Linked DNA regions of Mus musculus: region 1 is linked to region 2. The links are chromatin contacts, called in public HiChIP or PLAC-seq maps. All regions are on one chromosome and are shown on one strand. Each heading gives the region's core, a stretch centred on a gene start, on an enhancer-like site or on the middle of the called end of the contact. The rest is flanking DNA. Distances are from core to core; before and after follow the strand shown. Region 1 overlaps Coro2a (coronin, actin binding protein 2A). Region 2 holds the start of Nans (N-acetylneuraminic acid synthase (sialic acid synthase)).

Region 1 (6,426 bases), core at 825-3,324, 96 kb before region 2:
TATACATAAAAATAATTTTTTTTTAAAATTTGGAAGTGGAATGCTATTCAGGTATAATACCAGCACACAGAAGGAGCAGAGCTTCAAAGTCACCCTTCACAGTGAGTTTGAGGCCAGCCTAGGATATATGAGAATGTGTTTCAAACAAACAAACAAACAAAGAAGCTCATAGCCTGTGCTAAACCTGTGGTCTCCTCTTGGCTTCGCCCCCATAGTTGAGATGGATCTCTGTTACACACTTGCACACGTGTACAAGTGTGTGCATGCACACGCAGACACACATGTACTGCCAACTGTGAATATAAAGTCCTACCTGACACTAACCTGTCAGCCTTGGGAAGATGCTGGATAAAGCGATGTGTTCAGGTTCACCCCATGGCACTTAGGACTGCTGGCCTTGCCAACAGGAAAAATCCCTGGATTTATCTTCTCTCCTGGCCCCCAGAAACCCCATGTTTTCAACCCAAGCCTCTCTCAGTCAAAGCACCTCACCTTTCAAAAGCCCGAGGGCAAAGCTGGGTGAGGTGGCACGCACCAGTTAACCCCAAAATGTGGAAGGCTGCGGGCTGTGTTCAAGACCAGCCTGAGCCACATAATGAGGCCCTTCTTTTAAAGGGAAAAGAAGCTCTGACCCCCCAAGAGGATTCTGATAATGTGGGTGACCCCTGACCTTTCCACATAAGGCCTTTTCTCCTTTGCCAGCCATCCTTGGAATTTGTCCCTCCACAAACAAGTTCCCACTATTACTTAGCGTGGTAGAGATAAGAGGGGAAATATTTGGTGCTGTAACCAGGCACACGATGAAAGGAAACTTTGTTCGCTGTCTTAGAAGACTTCCAGACCTGATTCCTGTTCCCAGTTCTGCCCTGGCAGTCACGAGCATGCTGCCTCAGTTTCCCCTCCTGGATCTTGCTGTGTGATCATTCTAAATTATGGAGGACCTGCTGTACTGAGGGTCCTCAGCTCCCACCTAGGATGTGTGGATCCAGACTGGGTGAGGTGACAGTTTGACACACCCAAGGAAGACAACCAGAAACCGGAGAGGAAACAGGAAACGGTCCCACAAGGAAGTTTCCAGCCTACACCCGAGCTGTCCCAGTAGCCCGTGGTCAGGGACCTCCGACGTCTGTGAGGCTGTTACTGTGGAAGCCACAGATGGCTGCTGGGGCTCCAGGGACTGATGGCAGCAGAAGCCAGAAAATTGCCCTCCCAGAGGACTGAGTTCTCCAACACTGGCAGGATGCAAGCCAAACCCTCAGAGTTGAGCAGGAAAGGTGTGGAGAGGGAGGCAGGGAGCCAAGCTAGCTCTGACTGAGCCTGGTCACCACTGGGACTCTATGTGCCTTACTCTCGCCTCCTTGTGCAGTGCCCGTCTGAGAGAAAGAGCTAGTGGGTCTGGCATAGAATTAGACTCAGCAAGAGTTAGAAAATGGTGGGCTTCAGCGTACAACAGACTTTTCTCTGATCTCTCCTAGTTACAGGGACATGTGGCACCACTCCCCGCCACCCAGCACATACATGCACACGTGCACGCACACACACACACAAATGCCACCCCGAGAAGTGAAGCAGAGTGAACACTTCTGCCCTACTCCAGCCCTTCCCAGAGCCCAGGACACTCTGATTGCAAACCCCTTACATCCAAGCCTGACTTGCAGCAAGGACTCCGTGAAAGTTGCCATTCCTTACATTTTTAATTTCTGGCCTTGGATTCACTGTATAGCTGAGGAGGGCCTTGAGCTTCTGACCTTTCTGTCTCTACTTCTCAAGTGGCTGAGATAACAGATGTGTACCAGCACACCTGGATTCCTGCAGTGCGGGTAGGATCGCCGAGTTTCCTAAGTAAATCAAGCCCTTTCCCCCCAGTCTTCCTCCACGAGGCTCGGCTCACTGCATGCTCGGGCTGCATGATGTTTGTTCCCTTTGTTGGATGGAGTACAGGAACCTGGGCTTGCCCTTCTCCAAAAGTGGACAGTGGTTAGCAAGAGCCATTACTGCCTGGAACTGGGGTGGGGGAGGTCTCTCTGTCATGTCCTGCAGCAGAGGAGACACCTAGGCCACCAGGATGCCTGTGCCAGGTTCCCCATTCAAGAAAGCCCTGCGTAGCTGAGAAGACAAAGACAAGAGCAAGCCTCAGTGGGGAGCTGCCGCAGTCGGCCGACCTGAGGGTCACCGGGGTCTGCGGGGGGACCCTCTGGAAAGTGAAGGATAAGTGACGAGCGGAGACGGGATGGCGAACAGACACAAACACACGAGAGGTGAATGTTAGGACTGTTGCAAGTTTACTCAAAAAATCAGCACTCTTTTATATCATGGTTTACATAAGCATTTACATAAGACTTGGATAAGTTCTAAAAGAACATAGGAGAATAGAACACTCAGAGCTTAGATCAAAACATTTGATACCAAACCAAGTCAGGAAACCACTTGTCTCACATCTTTGTTTTAAGAACAGTTTGTGACCAAGAACTTATTTGAACCCTGGGAACCGCAAGGTTGGGCTCATAAAGGTTATTTATTATACCTTATGTCAAAGGTATCCGCAGAAATGTGTTCTAATTGTCTAGCCACTGCCCCCTCCTTGGTATAATGAAAAATCTTTTTCCAAACGTTTATTCTTGTTCTTAGATAAATATAATCATGTACCTGTTGTTTCATGTCGTCTTTTTCTTTTTGAGTTAACACACACCAAGGAGGTCTAGCTCTGGCGAGCCTTTCACGAAAGGGGAGGGATCTGTATAACACTTTATAGCCATTGACTGTGACCCACCTATCAAAATTTAAATCATATCTTCCTGTATATGGTAGCGGGGCATCTGTTGGTCTGTAGATGTAAGGTCCCCTATAAGTCCCTGGTTGCCACCATCTGTCTCCTATTTTGACAAGTGCACTCCTCTTTCCCCTTTTTACTTCTAGGCCTGAGGCCCTTAGTCCTTGCACCTGTTCTTCAACTGAGGTTGAGCGTCTCTTTCTATTTTCTATTCCCATTTCTAACCTTTGAATTTGAGTAAAAATAGTACTAAAAGGTAACGATTCATTTCTTAACATAGTGATTAATAATCGACCTATTGGGTTGGTCTTATTGGTAAAAATATAATTTTTAGCAAGCATTCTTATTTCTATTTCTGAAGGACAAAGTCGGTGTGGCTTGTAAGAGGAAGTTGGCTGTGGTCCTTGCCCCAGGAGGAAGGTCGAGTTCTCCGAATCGTTTAGATTGTAATCTTGCACAGAAGAGTTATTAAAAGAATCAAGGGTGAGAGCCCTGCGAGCACGAACCGCAACTTCCCCCAATAGCCCCAGGCAAAGCAGAGCTATGCCAAGTTTGCAGCAGAGAATGAGTATGTCTTTGTCTGATGGGCTCATCCGCGTGCACGCAGACGGGTCGTCCTTGGTGGGAAACAACCCCTTGGCTGCTTCTCTCCTAAGTGTAGGACACTCTCGGGAGTTCAACCATTTCTGCTGCAGGCGCGGCATTTCCCCCTTTTTTCTTTTTTAAAAGAAGCACGTTAAGATCTGACTGCACTTGGTCAAGGCTCTTTGCAAAGCACTGGAAAACAATGGGGAAAATCATAAGTACTATGACCAAAAGCAGGGCTCCAACTCCTATAAAAATGAAATATTGTGTCCAATCCAATGGATTTAAAGCCTTCACTCCGTTGGCAAAAGACTGAGCCAAGCCACTAAGGTCCACTGCGTCAATATGTTGTTTGCTCATATCACTAATTAGGTTGGTTAATTTTTGTATGTTATATGAAATCTCATTGTTATTTTAAATGCCCAGTAAATGAGCCTTGGTTCTTTCCCAGCTCTCAGAAGCATTATATGGTAGTGGTGTAACGCAGATAAAATCATAATTTGCATGACACTTAGTGGACATTCTGGTCTTTAAATTTGCCACATCTTGACCCAACTCTAAAACTACTTCTTTTAAAGCATTAAGTCTAGCTTCTAATTTTAAATCTATTATTCTTTGTTCAGATAAGGCTAATGTAACATTCCTATGAAAATTATTAACAAACGTAGCAGTTTGCATCTCTTTAACTAAGGCAGTAGTAGCTACAGCAAAGGAAGTAATAATAGCAATCAAAGCAGATATGCCCAGAATAATGGCCGCGACAAATCGCTTAGCTCGAATTAAATCTGTGGCATACCTAAAAGTTTGAATGGCAGAATCATCAAACCATGGTTCATCACCAATATCTACAGGTAGCAGCACATATGGCGGCCTCTTGACTATGATCGCTGCATAGTCGTAGGCAGAAGAATCTAAACAATTAGTCAATCTACAAGAAGAACAGGAAATATGAAAAGTAGATCCTCTTTTTTCTATATCTATTAGCTGAGGTAATCCTAATAATATGGCATAAGGGTAAGTAACACAGGCAGATGTAGGAATCATCTCATGTTCTTGAAATCTTGGCCTTTTGAGAATAAGATGTCTTGAGGCTGCAACTAAGCGAAACAATTTTGTATGGGGAACTAGAGCAGTAAAATCTCTATCATTGGGATCTTTAGGAGAATTTTTTCAGAACCAAGTAGGTTCTACCCATCTTGCTTCATACCATCGATGAACCTCTTTATTGACAGGGGGAGTATAATTTCCAAATAGATCCTTTTTGTTTTTAATCTGATCTGACTGATCTACACTAGGCGAGGGAAGGGAGAAATCCCAAAGTAACCCAAGGGCCCCTTTTGGAGAAAAACTCACCCCCTGGTCAGGGAAGGCGCAAGGCAACCACCGTGGAGGAGCAGACTCGTCTCTCTCCCAGAAGGCGTCCTTCTTAAAGGCGATCTGGCAGTGAGGATATTTGGGGGGCAACTTCTTTTTTATAGGGACCAGTTTTGTATTGGCCCCCGAGTTCCCCAAGGTAGTCAACCAAAGTTCCCACATACGCCTTTTATCACCCTTTTCCCCAGGTTTATTATTATCAACCGTGGGTGTATCAGAAAGAAATACCTGCTTATCTACTTGAAAGCAGCCCATGGGGGTAGAAAAGGAGAAGGAAAAGCAAATGGGGAGCGTATCAGACTTCTCCTCAAAATGTACATTACCAGACATGTTTCTAAACCCGTGAAAGTCAGGCGAACCACCCAAATACATGGTTTGATTTGTCAGAACTCTAATGGGGTCTGTACTTTCCCATCCCACGGGATGGAGAATAGGTGGTTTAGGTAGGTAAGCCCAATAACTTTCCCCGGTCACAGGCAGGGGGCCGAGGACAGACAACAAAGCAAGAAATAAGGTCAAAGAGGTTTGGGGAGTTTGTGAGGTTTTAAGAACCTCCTCCGCTTCGGAGATCAACGCCTGCAGCTGTTGCTAAGCCGTCTTCTCTTTGATGGGGTCTAGGGTCATTCTCCGGACTTTTTTGGTGATCTTTCTCATCTCGCGGCGGCGTTTTTTCCGCAGCGCTAGGCGTGGGCGTCGATCCCTTCCGCTCAGTGAAAGGTCGGATGAACCGGTCAGGGACCCAAATTGGTGATTTGGCATCTTGTGGAAAAACACAAGCATAGCCTCGTCCGGCTGTTATTAGGACATCGGGTCCTTTCCAGGACCCTGTGAGAAGATCTTTTCACATAACCATAGGTTTTGGATCGGCTGAAATTGGACCCCAATGTCTTTCGGCCGCCGTATGGCCTTGATTGTCCATATTTACATGATTCAGCACAAAAAGAGCATGTGCCAATAGATGGTGGGGTGTATAGTATTTTCCAGCCTTTTGAAGTTTATTAAGCTGTGCCTTTATATTTTGGTGTGTTTGTTCAACAATGGCCTGTCCCTGGGGATTGTAAGGAATCCCCGTGACGTGAGATATTTTCCATCTGGCCAAAAATTCCTGTATTGAACGGGACACATATGCAGGGGCATTATCTGTTTTTATTTTTTGAGGAATGCCCATGTATGTAAAGCTTTGAGCCAAGTGTTGTAACACATCTTTGGTTGCTTCGCCCGTTTGGGCGGTAGCGAAAGTAAAATGAGAATAGGTATCTACTGTCACATGTACGTACTTTAATTTTTTAAATTCTGAGACATGAGTAACATCCATTTGCCATAGAACTCGGGGCTTAAGGCCCCTGGGGTTTACTTTTAGTTGTGGCGCATGTCCCCAGTCGGGGCAATTTGGACATAGTTTTACTATTTCTCGTGCTTGTTCACGAGTGATGTGAAACTGAAACCTAAGCGCCGCGGCATTTTGATGATGTAGTGCGTGGCTTTTTTGAGCTGACTCTAAAGCGGTCAGAATTCTTGTTAAAGAATCTGCATAGGCATTTTTCTGTGCCAAAGGACCGGGAAGTCCAGTGTGCCCTCTGATATGACCAATGTAAAATTTTTTTTGTCTCTTGTGGATTAACCTTTGTAGGTGTCTTAGTTCTGTGTAAATTTTTGTTCTGGGTGACAAAGTTGCAGTTTCGATTTCGGGAAACAAC
Region 2 (6,256 bases), core at 1,946-4,445:
ACTCAGAAGGCAGAGGCAGGTGGATCTCTGTATACTATCTCAGCCTACTTATATACAGGACAGCCAGGCGGTACATACAGACTGTCTCACGAGAACCAAAAGAGAAAAATTGAAAAGAAAAGCACTCCCTCCACCATGTGGGTCCCAGGGATTGCAGGTGTGTGCACATGTACACCGTGTCATGTGGCTGAAGACCACTTGTGATGCCATCGCTAAGAGATCCGGGCCCCTACACTCAGGCGCATACTCCACACACAGACATACTGCTCAAGTACATGGGCTACTCCTAACACCTACACTTACCCGACCTTTCGCTTAATCAATAAACTCAGATTCTGATTCTGAGCACCAGAGTGAGGTCAGGCCCTGCAGCTGAACCGAGACCCTGAGGTGCTGAGGCGTCACCTTGGGCTGCACAATGCCACCTAAGCCAGCAATTCCTACTACTGAACTAATGTATCATATATTATAAAGGTGTTATCTTTTTTTCTAGGGGAGGCAGATTTCAAGACAGGGTTTCTCTCTGTAGCCCCGGCTGACCTAGCACTTGCTCTGTAGAGCAGGCAGGGCCTTGAAGTCAGAGATCCACCTGCTTCTGCCTCCCAAGTGCTGGGGGTTAAGGGCGTGCACCACCACTACCTGGCATAAAGGTATATTTTATATACCATTCTGGTGGTGCACACATTTGTCCCTGCACTTGGGAGACAGAGGCAGACAGATCTCTGTGATGCCAGTCTGGTCTACATAGAGAGGTCCAGGCCAGCCATGGCTACATAGTAAGACCCTGTCTCAAAAATACAAAAACAAAGAATAGAAAGATGGCTCGACTACTCTTACAGAGGACCCAAGTCTGGCTCCCAGCATCCACACCCAGCAGCTCACAACTGCCTAAACTTCCAGCTCCACGGAGACCTGATCGATACCTTTGCCTTCCCTAAGCACCTGCTGGCACACAAACATACATATAATTTAAATAAATAAATCATAGGGGAGAAAACACTTTAAACCAGGTAGTGTTGTGTGCCTTTAATCCCAGGCACTTAGGAGGCAGAAGCAGGCGTATTTCTGTGAATTGAATACCAGCTTGGTCTACATAGTAAGTTCCAAGTCATCGAGGGCTCAGGATCAGTCAACTCACAATGTCCTAACACTAGGCCGGGCTCTTGCTTACAGCCCCAGCCCCGCCACTGTGCCCCCTGACCCCAATACCCTCCAGAACTAAAGAGAACCCATGAGAAAAAAACTATAACTCTGTTTGCACGGTTTTATATTTCTAGGTTTTACAACCTCACCATACAAGGAGGTCACACCTTGGAAAAACAGGCTGTCCCTTTCAATCAAAAGCAGGAATTTCCCTCTTTATAGTCCAAAGGCAGGAAACCTGTGTTTAAAGGGAAGATTAAAAATTATACATTTTTGAAACGAGGTCTCATTAGGTAGCCCCTGATGAGCCTGGAACTTGCTAAGTAGTCCAAGCTGGCCTCGAACTCAGAGAGATCTGACTGCCTCTACTTCCAAGTGCTAGGATCAAAGATATCAATGAAGTTGACAACAAGCATCATAGGAATTAAAAGAGAGAGTACACAAAAGCACTTAGTTCCGCATCTCAAGAGTGACAATCTAAAACTGTGTTAGCAGTTATTACTTTAAAGTCCTTTTGTGCTTCAACAGTACTGTGATCACAAGACCAATTAATTAGTTCTAAGGAAAGGTAAGATAAAACTGAATTTGAGAGAGTCCATGTAGAGAGTGGAGTGCTATCTTGACACTCGATGGGGTTAGAAATAGCTGTGAGCAGCCATGTGGGTGCTGGGAACTGAACTCAGGTCCTTTGGAAAAGAAGCCAATGCTCTTAACCACTGAGCCATCTTTCCAGCCCCAGGAACTGCTGAATGTAATGACCCATGCCTACACTCTCGACACTTGGGAGACTATGACAGGAAAACGGGTCCAAGCTTGAGAGCCTAGCCTAGTCTACAGAGTAAATTCCAAGCCAATCTACATTACAGAGTGAGACTCTTGTCTCCAAAAACAATAATAACAATCAATTAAAAAGATAACAAACCAAAAAAAGAAAAAAGAAAAAAGAAATCACAGGGTAGACTTTATGAAAGCTGAGGGTTAGGGTCACAATGACGAACAGGACGGTTTCTCTTCAAAGATTCATTCAAAACAAAGAAAGGATTAAAAGAAAGTATGACAAGTCCTGAGTGAAGGCTAGCACCTGTAATCCCAGTACTTGGAAGCCTGAAGCAAAATATCTGAGGGATAGCCTGGGATACATGATGACTCCCAGTCTAGCCCAGGTTAGAGTAAGTCCCTGTTTTAAAAGGACTAGAAGCAAAACACCGTGAGACCTAGGGCTGCGGGCTGTAGCTGGAGAAGCCATCCCTGTCGTTCGGACTGAACGTGTGGAAACTTACTAAGAGAAGTGGGTGGGCGTGTAGTCACAAGCATCTCAGCAGCTGTAGTTAGTGGTCACCCAAGGAGCCCTGGACTAATTATTGTGCTTTTCACTCCTTCCCTTCACGGATGCTCATCCCAGCTCCATGAAGCCGGGTTTTCAAATCAGGCAGCTTAGTCCCTAACCCGATCTGCACTTTTTACCGGTTAGTAATCCAAACACTGGGACTGAGAAAAACCACACCAACTTCCAAGGACTGTAGACAAATATCACACGGGAGGATCTCTGGGGTGGCATATGACAAGCAGGAAGGGGCTGGGTCCCTAAGATTCTGGTTAGGTAGGAAGCCACGGAGCAGGCCAGGCAAGGGTAGGAGCTGATCTAAACAGAAAGAAGATCGGTTGGGAGGGCGAGCAAGAGCAGCTGTTAGACGGAGTTGGGGAGCCGAGGCAAGAGAGACGCGGAGCACAGGACCAGAAGGCAATCGCGGCCGCGCTCTCCCAAGCCCCTCCGTGAATTCTCCCGGGCCCCTCCGTTAGCCTGCCCCCCGCCCGGGTTCCCTGCAAACTCCTCCGTCAACCTTCCTGGGCTCCTCCGCTACTTACTCCTCCACGGGCCCCGCCCCTCACCTTGGCAGTGCGGATCATGCGCTTGGCCACATCTATGTCTCCTTGGTGGTTCTGGCCGATCTCCGCGATGATGAAGCACGGGTGCTTTCCACCCACCCAGCGCCCGGGACACAGCTCCAGTTCCAGCGGCATGGTGCATTACCCGCGCCTGCTTGCTGCCCCGGGCGTTTCCGCACCCGCCGCGCAGGCCCGCAGGTCTCAGCCCCGCCACGTCAGCCGGCGGCTGTCGCGCAGCCAATCCGCGGGCCCCGTCTCGCTCGACAGCCAATCGGAGCCTTACCTCTGCAGAGAGCGGGGAGAAAAGCAAGCCCCGCCCCTCCAGCGCTGCCTACGCCTCTAGACACAATTTGGTCTACTTTATGGCTAGATAGAAGAACAAGGAGAGAGTGCAGCCCATGAAGCAGTCAGGAAAGTAGGTGTTCTAGAGTTCGAATCCCATGGTTGCGGATTCTGAGACAGAACAGAAAGACGAGGAAATCTTGCGAGCATAAGACAGAGAGGAGCGCTCACCCAAGAATCTGCGTGATGTCTTTTGTCAACAGACTAACAGGAATTTCCACGCAGCCGCTAACAACTAACTGTAGTCTGCAGTTTTCTAGAAATCTCATGAAAAATCACGTTAGAGGGAAAGGGCAGACACCAAATGCCTCAGGAAACCCTAGTGGCTCCTGGTTTTGCCATATCAGGTTATACCCCATCCAAGGCATCTCTGGAGCCACCTCACTTTCCAAGAGAGTGAAGGAAATGGGTGGTGGTGGGGAATCTTAGTAACCTTGTGAGATGCAACTTGAGAAGCACTAAAATGGTATTTGTGGCTAACATTAAGACAGTTATGACTCTCTGGTCTTCTCAAGCATTGTTTACATTCTTCCCTGAAACAGAAGTATCATATAGAATTGTAAGACAGTATATAGAAATCTTTGAAGCCGGGCATAGTGGCACACGCCTTTAATCCCAGCACTCGAGAGGCAGAGGCAGGCAGATTTCTGAGTTCGAGGCCAGCCTGGTCTACAAAGTGAGTTCCAGGACAGCCAGGGCTATACAGAGAAACCCTGTCTCGAAAAAAACAAAAGCAAAAACAACAAAAAAAGAAATCTTTGATTGCAAAAATTGGTATGGTATTTAATTTGTTTAATTTGTTTTTATGTATATGGTTTGTTTTGTGCACCACATGTGTGCCTGGTACCTGAAGAACTGAGAAGAGGGAATCATAGTCCCTGGAATTGGAGTACAGACGATTGTGAGCCACCAAGTGGATGCTGAGAACTGAGCCCAGGTCCTCTGGAAGAGCAGCCAATGAGCCTTATCGCTGAACCATGCATGCCTCCAGTCCACAGTGCAGTACATTTTAGACAGCCATAGCTGTTTCTACTATATGAGAGGCATTAGCCTCAGGGAGTTTCACTAATTTGGCCAAAGTCATCCTGAACTCTAGAGCGGGGCTCAGACTGCGGCCCTGGAGTGTCTCCCAGCCCGGGTCTCCTACAGCACACTCCTTGGATTTCAGAGTTAGATCGATTTCCTGTTTGACTACACAGAACTGAAGAACGGAAGACAGCCAGGACAGAGGTTGTTTTGTTTTGTTTTGTTTTGTTTTGTTTTGTTTTTGTGTGGTGTTTTCAAGACAGGGTTTCTCTGTGTAGCCCTGGCTGTCCTGGAACTCACTTTGTAGACCAGGCTGGCCTCGAACTCAGAAATCCACCTGCCTCTACCTCCCAAGTGCTGGGATTAAAGGCGGGTGCCACCACCGCCCGGCCAGAATAGAGGGTTTGAACACATTGGAATAAACATGTAGTTCAAAGTACCCACAAGACAGGAAGAAACACATCTGAACCTGACTGAGAGGGAGGGAGCTCTGGAAGCCATCCCCAGGAAGAAAGGCTGAGGAGATGGAGAAAGCAGGACAGATAGGGGGTGGGGCGGTCATAGCAGAGGAAGCAGAGAGCAGACAACACCCACAGAGAACTGGCGAGTGTCCCAGAGAGGGCAAGTCAACATGGAAGGCCCATTGCTGCAGAGTGAGCAAGAAGGAACTAAAAGCCGGACTCATGGCTGGACAGGACATTGGTGTGCTGTAGCAGCTGGCAGAGACCTACTGCCTCAACTTTAGTTGGCAGAGCAACACTGATCACTGAGAATAGGAAATATGGCACTAAAGAAACTCAGTCCCTTTTGGCTAAAGAAAACAATGTCGGCCAAGCATGGTGGCTCCAGCCTATAACCACAGCACTTGTCGACATTGCAGCCACACGGTGAGTTCCACGTCAGCCAGGGGAGCAGTTATTCTAGCGTTTCTTTATTGTTGTGGGTTTGTTCTTTTTTTTTTTTTAAGATTTTTTTATTTATTATATGTAAGTACACTGTAGCTGTCTTCAGACACACCAGAAGAGGGCGCCAGATCTCATTACAGATGGTTGTGAGCCACCATGTGGTTGCTGGGATTTGAACTCAGGACCTTCGGAAGAGCAGTCAGTGCTCTTACCCACTGAGCCATCTCGCCAGCCCGTGGGTTTGTTCTTGTACTGAGAAAGGGCCTCATGTAGCCCAGACTGCCATACAGCTGAACGTGGCCATGAGCTCCTGGATCCGCCTTAAGTGCTGGGCTCACTACCATGTGCCACTGTGTCTAACTGAAGAAAGAATGAGATTTAAGAAAAAAGAAGAAAAAGAGAAATAAAAATCATTGTAATGTTACATAATCTGTGACCAAATAAAAAAAAATTAAGCTGGAGGTGGTAGCATAGGCCTCTAATCCTAGAATTTAGGAGGCAGAAGCAGACAGATCCCTGTGAGTTCTAAGCCAGTCCGGTCTACATAGTTGCAGGCCAGAGCTACATAAAGAGAGACCTTGCCTCAATAAAAGGAAGAAGCTGATTGGTGGATGTGCACATCTTTAATCCCAGCACTTGGGAGGCAGAGGCAGGTGAATCTCTCAGTTTAAGGCCAGCCTGGTCTACAGAGTGAGTTCCAGGGCAACCTGGACCTGACAGAGAAGCTCTGTCTTGAAAAACCAAAAAAGAAGAAAAAGAGGAGGAGGAAGGAGAGGAGAAAAGCCTACAATGAAAACACATCCCTACAAAAGACCCTGTCTCAACCCCCCCCCCCCCCCCCCAGTAAACAGTAAAGGGTTTGGCTTGTCTGCTCCCCTGTTTTTCTACGGGTGAGGCCCAGCACCCTGCCATGCTGGGCAAGTGTTCCAGCACTGAACACCTCGAGGAGGCAA

What was found. HiChIP or PLAC-seq counts read pairs in DNA pulled down with a chosen protein or histone mark.
Region 1: a CTCF HiChIP or PLAC-seq map of CD8 T cells shows a contact between it and region 2, with 5 read pairs. The contact joins the enhancer-like site here to the promoter of Nans in region 2. A contact is called at or near these places in 6 of 39 promoter capture datasets (the 3T3-L1 cell line, the HPC-7 cell line, cranial neural crest and 3 more), 1 of 15 datasets of contacts at CTCF or cohesin (CD8 T cells), 4 of 115 datasets of contacts at active chromatin or transcription factors (bone marrow-derived macrophages, embryonic stem cells and pancreatic cancer cells) and 3 of 9 other capture datasets (adipose tissue, liver and pancreatic islet).

What each region holds. Positions count from the first base shown.
Region 1 is chr4:46,580,764-46,587,189 of GRCm38.p6, reverse strand. The region is part of intron 1 of Coro2a (coronin, actin binding protein 2A); the gene reads left to right. Among named protein-coding and RNA genes, the nearest start is that of Coro2a, 18 kb to the left of the region's middle. Within about 2 kb of position 2,074, at least 46 of the 459 cell types and tissues checked have an H3K27ac peak or open chromatin away from gene starts, as enhancers often do. A contact at or near this core is called in CD8 T cells, the HPC-7 cell line and bone marrow-derived macrophages, where this site is marked.
Region 2 is chr4:46,486,268-46,492,523 of GRCm38.p6, reverse strand. Nans (N-acetylneuraminic acid synthase (sialic acid synthase)) reads right to left here and starts at 3,195. Exons shown (of 6, transcript NM_053179.3): 1 at 3,034-3,195. The coding sequence starts at 3,165.